Linked DNA regions of Mus musculus: region 2 is linked to region 1. Evidence: chromatin contacts called from public promoter capture Hi-C data. All regions are on one chromosome and are shown on one strand. The core of a region is the stretch at or near the end of the contact, and the rest is flanking DNA. Distances in the headings are between cores, read along the strand shown. Region 1 holds the start of Prr3 (proline-rich polypeptide 3). Region 2 overlaps Gabbr1 (gamma-aminobutyric acid (GABA) B receptor, 1).

Evidence for each region. Promoter capture Hi-C pulls out the DNA fragments that hold promoters and counts their contacts.
Region 2: a contact with region 1 is called in a promoter capture Hi-C map of hippocampal neurons, with 2.3 times the contacts expected there. The contact joins the enhancer-like site here to the promoter of Prr3 in region 1. A contact is called at or near these places in 6 of 39 promoter capture datasets (cranial neural crest, embryonic stem cells, hippocampal neurons and 3 more), 2 of 484 Hi-C or Micro-C datasets (cortical neurons and embryonic stem cells) and 4 of 115 datasets of contacts at active chromatin or transcription factors (astrocytes, embryonic forebrain and embryonic stem cells).

The regions. Positions count from the first base shown.
Region 1 is chr17:35,977,396-35,981,387 of GRCm38.p6, forward strand. Prr3 (proline-rich polypeptide 3) reads right to left here and starts at 1,900. Exons shown (of 4, transcript NM_145487.4): 1 at 1,732-1,900; 2 at 986-1,048. The coding sequence starts at 1,843. It overlaps Gnl1 (guanine nucleotide binding protein-like 1), which reads left to right and starts at 2,560. Exons shown (of 12, transcript NM_008136.2): 1 at 2,560-2,852; 2 at 3,222-3,387; 3 at 3,667-3,803; 4 at 3,912-3,992. The coding sequence starts at 2,780.
Region 2 is chr17:37,060,773-37,064,615 of GRCm38.p6, forward strand. It overlaps Gabbr1 (gamma-aminobutyric acid (GABA) B receptor, 1), which reads left to right. Exons shown (of 23, transcript NM_019439.3): 12 at 1,762-2,004; 13 at 2,558-2,621. Among named protein-coding and RNA genes, the nearest start is that of Gabbr1, 17 kb to the left of the region's middle. Within about 2 kb of position 1,704, at least 50 of the 459 cell types and tissues checked have an H3K27ac peak or open chromatin away from gene starts, as enhancers often do. A contact at or near this core is called in cortical neurons and hippocampal neurons, where this site is marked.

The sequences.
Region 1 (3,992 bases), core at 650-3,149:
ATCAGGACTTCATGCTTTTGAAGTAAATACTTCATCAACTGGACCACCTCCCACAGTACCACTCCTCCTGTTCTTCCTCATTTTACTTTTAGATTTTGTTTTGTTTGTTTTTTTTTCAAGACAGGGTTTCTCTGTATAGCCCGGACTAGGCTGGCCTTGAACTCAGAAATTCGCCTGCCTCTGCCTCCCAAGTGCTGGGATCAAAGACGTGCACCACCACAGCCTGGCTACTTTTAAATTTTATAGACAGTGTCTTATATAGGCCAGGGTAACACTGAACTCTGAGCTTTCCTGCTGCCAGTATGCCTGGTCTGTGTGCTGTTTACAAACGCTTACCTACTCTAAGACCATGAGACATGGTTAACTTTTTATAAGAATGTTTATTTTACAATCTGCTTAGAATTGGTGTTTTTATTTGGTACGACTATTACAAAGTCAAAGTTCATAGTTTTACACACAAAAAAAGTCCAATTGAGACAACTTTGTTTACTGACAGAACCACTTCGTTGATTTCATCTTTACACAGAATTCTGTGTTCATATATCTACAGGCCTCCGATTGCACTCAGATAGGGTCTCATGTAGCCTAGGCTAGCCGGTCTCAAATTTGCTATTGCAGGAGAGGCTGGCCAGGAACTCCTGATCCTTCCACATGTTAAGAACTTATGTTGACATTCTGTGAAAACCACAATGTCATAGCTACTGCAGCTTTTCACTAAATCTTGCTATGCCCTCTCACTTTGGTCTTGGTAGTGTCCCATTTAGAGCCTCTATAATGGAGAACATTTATTTCTACACACAAATAAAGACAGACCTAGGAGTTAATCTGGAAGGAAAGTAACATTTTGACAACACCGTATTTCCAAACGGTTAATATATGATCCCTCATTTAGGTACACACAATCCCTGGGCTTTTGTTTAAGTCTTTAGGGGTCCATCCCTTCTCCAGGGCTTAAAACATGAATCAGGGCCCAATTTCTCCTCACCTGACTTGGGATCACCAGGCTTCCCGTTAGCCATGGGGGGAGGGCCCAGAAGGCTGGGTGGTCCTAAGAGCAGACGTGAGAAAACAGCCATCAGAACGGTGCAAAGGACTGATCACCTCGTCCTTACGTGGTCTTATAACACTCAGTTTTTAACCAGGTAAGTCATATATCCACTCAGCAGTGCCGCAAACTCTCACCCCGTCCATCTGCCCGTCCCTCTGCAGAGTTGTTTGAGAGTCCATCAGAGGGTAACAGAGGTCTCTAACAGCTCTTTCCTCACAGTGCTGCATCCACAACATGCCAGTGATTCCACGTACCCCAATCCCTCACCTTAACTGTTGGCCCATCATAGTTTTTTTCTCCTCTCCTTCCCTCGGGGGAGTAGTTCACAGAAGGTTGACCTAACCAGTGGAAGTGTGGTCACAAATTGTCTTCCCGATCATCACAATCTGTAACATCGCTGCCACCCCTCTCCCCCCGCCATTCTGCGGTTGCGCAAGCCAGATGTTTAGCCGAGCCGCCACCTCCCCTGCCTTCTCCAGAAAGGATTAGGAGCCAGATTGAGGTTGAGGGTTCAAGCAAGCGAAGCCCTCAATCCAGGTTCCACCAGCATCCCTCCCCCACCACGTCCCACCCCACCTCCACGCGTGCGCCCTTCCTCCTTCCGTTGGCACCTCCTCCCCCGCATTTCATTCTATCCTAGCCCCCTGGCCGGCTGACAGGCGTGTGCACGCCCTGCCCCTCACCCATGGGGCGCTCATCCTCCTCATCTCCAGGCTCGTCCCGCTCAGACAGTGCGAGATGTTGCTGCTGCTGCGGCAGCGGCGGCGGCTGGTCCTGCTTCTTTCGTTTCGGCATAGCGGCTGCGGCAATGGCTGCAGCAAGATTTGGAGGGCAGTGAGGAAGGGGCACACTAGCTTTCCTTCCGCTTCCGGGTGGGCGATGGGCCGGGTGACCGAGGCGCCCACCATGCCACTTCCGGGAGGTCGTGGATGTGCCGCGGCCGTTCGCTCCTACAAGGTGCCTCGCTCACCCCGCCGCGCGCGTGGGGAAGCTTTGCTCCCCCTTGTGCAGTTCCTCTCCACGTGGGAAAGCACCACCCCATTCCAGTGAGACACCGGACAGGCTTCGGGACTCTGGCGGCACGCGAGAGGCCTGTCGCATCCTAAGGTCGCCACATCCGGGCCCCAGTTACCATGGCAACAACTACAGCCACAACTCCGTGCTCTCTGACCTCTCTCCAAAAGTCCTTGTCCCGCTCGCTTTTCCTCCTCACCCGCGCTCGCACGTGTGGCCAGTGAACCTGCCTCTTCCGCAATCTCCTTACCGAGTCCTGTTGCCGCAGGCCAGTCCACGGGGCAGCCAGTCCACCGGGCAGCCAGCGCAGTCCCGGCTCTCCCGCCAGGGGCCATCCTCTCCAGGCGGCCGCGCGGTGGGGCGTGTCCTCGCCCCGTCGCCCGGCCCCCGCCAGGTGAGTGGCAGCTCCCGGGAGCGCCGGGCGGCGGTGACACGCGTCCCCCCTCCCGCGACTGCCACTTGGTAGCGCCCGTGACGGAGTCGGCTCGGGCCTCCCACGCGCGTCTCCCGCTCGCCGCACCGTGCATCCCGGACCCGCGGACTCTCACGTGCCGCCGCTTGCATCCCCGCCGCCCCGCTCCCCGCTCCCCGCCGCTCGCTGCTGACGTCACCGCGGCCCCGCCTCCCCAGGGCCCCGGGCCGCCGGCGGGGGCTGCCCCGGGGAGTCAGTTGCGGCGGCGGGGAGCTCGGCGGAGGGCGGGCCGGGGCTCCGGGGCCATGCCGAGGAAGAAGCCCTTCAGCGTGAAGCAGAAGAAGAAGCAGCTGCAGGACAAGCGGGAGCGGAAGCGAGGTCAGGGAGGGGGCGGGGCCGCTGCGCAGCTCTGGAGGAGGGCTGTGCCGCGGCACCGCGGGCGGGGGGTGGGTGGGTGGGCTCTCGCGATCCCGCGTGGGCTGCCACGGTGGGGGTTTCCCGCAGCGGCGGGACGGGGAGGGGTGGAGGGTGGGGGATGGGAAACTCTGCTTCTGCTTCTGCTGCTGCTGCCACAGGGCGCTGTGACGACCTCCAGGCCCATCCGGGACGGGGTTGGGGCGCGCGGTTGGGAAGATGGAGCCTCTGGAGAAGTTGGGTCGGCTGAAGAAGAGCTTGTCCTACCGGCTCGGGGGGCTTTAGGTCCCCTAAGAACCGGTCTACACCGGCGTCACCGGCCCCTCCCCTCAGGGCTCCAAGATGGGCTGCGCTCCAGTTCCAACAGCCGCAGCGGTAGCCGGGAGCGGCGGGAGGAGCAGACGGACACGTCGGATGGGGAATCCGTGACCCATCATATCCGCAGGCTCAACCAGCAACCTTCCCAGGGCCTGGGGCCCAGAGGCTACGACCCCAACCGGTAAGCCAAGGAGAAGGGCGCTGGCCGCAGTTTCCCCGCCCTCACCCTTAGGAAAAGCTTCCGATGAAGGATTGAAAGTGGAACTAGTGAGGCTGGAAGCCAAGGAAGGTGGTTCTCCCTGGATGGGCCACAATCTTTCTTGCCTTCCAATGGGGACTGTCAAGAGTTTGTTTAGAGGAGACTTGAACAACCAGGAGAGGAACCTTTGCAGTTTTGTGGTCAGAAGAGGAGATTGTTTGTCACAGGACTCCACTAGATGTGTGGTCCCTTTCCCCTTAGATACCGGCTGCATTTTGAACGGGACAGCCGGGAGGAGGTGGAGAGGAGAAAGAGAGCGGCCAGAGAGCAAGTGTTGCAGCCGGTCAGTGCTGAAGTGTTAGAGTTGGATATCCGGGAAGTGTATCAGCCTGGCTCAGGTGAGTGGGGGCTACTTGTGTATGCCATCAGCCTGGGGAACTTGCTGGCCAGAGAAGGGGTCCAGAAAAAGTCCTCATGCTTATCCGGTCTCTTTCCTTGTTTCCCAGTCCTGGACTTTCCCCGGCGGCCTCCTTGGAGTTATGAGATGTCCAAGGAACAGCTAATGAGCCAGGAGGAGCGGAGCTTCC
Region 2 (3,843 bases), core at 454-2,953, 1.1 Mb after region 1:
TTCATACGCAGTGTTTTATGTGTTCTTACTTAATCCTTGCTGGAGCACTTTAACACAGTATTATTCCCATTTTCAAGCTGAATACTCAGTTTAGTGAGATTTAATAACTTGCTTGAGATTTCTTAGTAGGTAAGTGGTTTAATTAGAGTTAGAACCCATTCATCTACTTATCCAACCAGACTTTCTTTTTACTTGGAGATGTTATTGTTTTAGGTTCACAGAAAAATTGAAAAGAAGGCCCGGAGTTCCCATACTTCCCCATGCACACCTTCTCCATTATCAGGTTACACCGCCACAGGAGTATACTTGTGAATGTTGATGATCTTTATCAACCAGCTGTTGTCACTCAAAGCTTGTGGCTTATATTAGGACCAGCTGTTAGAGTTTTGCATTCCAGGGGTACACGTGGCGTGTGTCTACCTTTGCAGTGCCATGTGAATTACAGATTTCCAGGGGCATTTATAGTATGTCCACTTTGAGCTGTGCTCAACGATAGGTACCAGTCCTCAAGAGAGGAATGGAGCTTCTTTCTGTTCTAGTGTAGTTGAGCCCAGACCTTTGTGTTTCAAGGCCCAAGCTATTTCTAGAAAATTAGACAGAAAAATAAATGTCTTTAGGGCATGGGAACAAGGTTTAAAGATTTTTTAAAATTTCATTTTATCCATTTATTTTATGTATGTGTTCACACCAAGGTGCATATGTGAAGGTCAGAAGTTAACCTTTGGGTGTTGGTTCTCTCCCTCCACTATGTGTGTACCAGAAATCCAACTCAGGCTTGGCAGTAAGTAGGTGCTTTTACATGCTGAATCATCTCACTGGCCAGGAACAAAGATTCTTCATTCGTGTATCATCTCTGCTTTGTTAGAGTGTGCCTGTGAACGTTCTAAACCCGACCAATTATCTGTGCAGTGACTCTGTGTCATACAAGTGCTCTGCCAAGACAAATTTAAATGTTTTCCTATCTGGTCAGGAAGGGAAGGTATGATGTTCTCTGTTATGTGGAAGGCAATTCTGAGAGGTTCAGGAATTCATTCACCCATAAGTAAGAAAGCCAAGCAGAGCTATTGTAAGCTATACGGCCAGTTCTCTTCATCCATGAAAGTTAAAGGGATTGCCGTTCTTTTTAGGTTCCTTAGAAAAAAGGTTGAGTGCAAAAAGGGGTGTGAATAGGACTGAATCTGGACCTGTACCATGTGAAGACTGCTTCCTGTGGCTGTCGCCAGTCCAAGGAGGCAGCCAACAGAAGTCATATCAGACTAGCGAGAAGTTAGCTCCCTAAAGAACAATCCTCCTGGTTCGCAGGCAGAGTGCAAAAGGCTGTGGTGTCGCCTTTTCTGGATCTTTCAAAATTGGAGGAGTTGTTAGCTCCTGGGTCACCTCTGCTGTAAGAGCCTGAGGGTTGGGAGAATGCCAGCTGCCTGCAATATCCATCTCTTCCTTGGCTGGGTCTTTGCTTCGCTCGTTTGCCATTCATTTCCCAGAGTGTTTATTCATCAGATTTCTCTGTTGTTTGTAGTTCTGAGCTAGCAGCTGTACACTCTTAAGACCATTGGACTCAGCTAATCCCCGCTTTTAGTCTTGTAGCTTCCAACCCAAGATAGACACATGGGTATAGCTAACGATTTTGTCTGTACATATGGTCTACCCCACAACACGAACACAAACCATCCGCTCGAGTCACAGTGTCTGAGCCAGAACTGAGGCCTCTCCCCCTGCGCCCACGCACATTTCAATGCTCTCTCCTCTTGTTCTTCCCTCCAGACATCACAGGAATTTGTGGAGAAACTAACCAAGCGGCTGAAAAGACACCCTGAGGAGACTGGAGGCTTCCAGGAGGCACCACTGGCCTATGATGCTATCTGGGCCTTGGCTTTGGCCTTGAACAAGACCTCTGGAGGAGGTGGCCGTTCAGGAGTGCGCCTGGAGGACTTTAACTACAACAACCAGACCATTACAGACCAAATCTACCGGGCCATGAACTCCTCCTCCTTTGAGGGTGTTTCTGTGAGTTACAGCAGCTTCTGTTGTGCACCCCATGAAAAGGGAGATGCCTGGAAGGTCCCTAGATACATTTTCTCAGTTATCTTTCTGTCAGAATCAGTAAAGCCGTCTTAGACTATGGAGGTGGGACCCCCCCAAACCAGAAAGCCATACAAAATATGGCAGTGAAAAGAATTGCTCTATTCTAGTGCTTTTCAAGCTGGTCAAGGTGTTTACAGTTTAAAAAAAGAGAACGACTTGAGAATTCATCTCCTCATTCCTTTTAAAGTAAGGAAATTAGTGCCCAGTAGGGTTTGGTGATTGCTCCTGATCCTCTCTCGGGGGGACTCTCTAATTCAGATCTTAAGATGAAGGAAGCTTCTTCTCCAAAGAATACTGTTTCCAGAATCTAGGGTATGTGCATCTGGGGTGTGTCCTACATGCAGCGGACGGATGCCATAAATAGCCTTCATTCAGAAGCTCAATTACATCAAAAACAGAAGGTTTCGGAGTCCCTGATGTTCTCTTTTCCTCCTGCTTTTATCCCCTCTGCCTTCCTCCACATGTTTCTCCTCAGGGCCACGTGGTCTTTGATGCCAGCGGCTCCCGGATGGCATGGACGCTTATCGAGCAGCTACAGGGTGAGCCCGGGTGTGAGGGGGCTCAGGGAGGGGCAGGCAGGGCTGGGCAGGGACTGGGCTGAGGGCTCTCTTGGAAGAACATTGATCAGCCTCCACAGATTGCCAGGTACATTTTGCCTACATTGCATTGTGTTCGTCAGGCTTTTAAATACTGATAAAAAGAACATGGGTAGGATCTTTGCAGTGATTCTGTTCTTTCAAAGGGGCATACAGGTTAAAAAAAAAAAAAAAGCAGCTGTTCTTTCTTCCCAGTGGCTTTAGTTTTAGTCCCAGAAGTTGCCTGCCTGAGGCTGGGTTGAAAGGTGAAGAGCTGTCCAAAAAGTGTGTCCAAAAAGATCAAGGAAAGCTGGCTTCTTTTAAAAGGAATTCACTCAGTTCCTTGCTATGTGAGAACAGCATTCCAGTCCTACTGGCCTTTCTAGATAGCGTTCCCTGTAACTTAGTTCTGAGGAGTCTGCAGACCTACTGTGAGTTAATCCTTCCGTTCCACCTGACTTAGCCTCTTGTGGGTGTGGCCAAGAGACCCATTTCTTAGCCTCTGGGAAAAGTTTCTTTCTCCCTCCCTCCCTCCCCCCACCAACGTCTGCCACCAAATCCTCTCAGCTCTCTTTGTATATGGGACAAGTGAGGCTGGACTTCAGCCAGGGCGAAGTGGGTGTGAGATGGCGTTTGGAAGGAAAGTTGTATTAACTGTGGCCATTCTGCAAAGAGACACCTTAGGAGTGACTGCCTTTTACTGCCTTGTACTTTAAGAGGCAGATGTATCTTCTCCAAGGCATTAGAACCCAAGCCAAAGGGAGAGAGGGTTCTAAAATTAAAGCCACAGGGGGTGGGGGTGGGGGGGGCGGATCCTGCAATCTGTCCATCATAAGAGGGAGAACAGGCAGAAATTGTTTAAAGCTTTGGAAGCGAGAGACGTGTTGCTGGGAGAGGTGTGAGGCAGTAGAAGATGTGGTAGACGCGCCACGGTGCCTTCCACTGTGGAGCCTCACATGCTTAAGGGTTATATTACTTATTCATATATACACACATACATATTTATTTATCCATACACATGCACTGCTTATTCATGTATACTTACTGCCTTGGGAATCACCTTGTGTTGCTGTGGATTTAGGTTGCCTACCCAGGTGACTTGGGTCCTTACAGCATCCTTGAGTTGCTTATTATATACTATTATATGCAACCACGGAGAGCAACCTTGAGGGTAATGGAAGCTTGA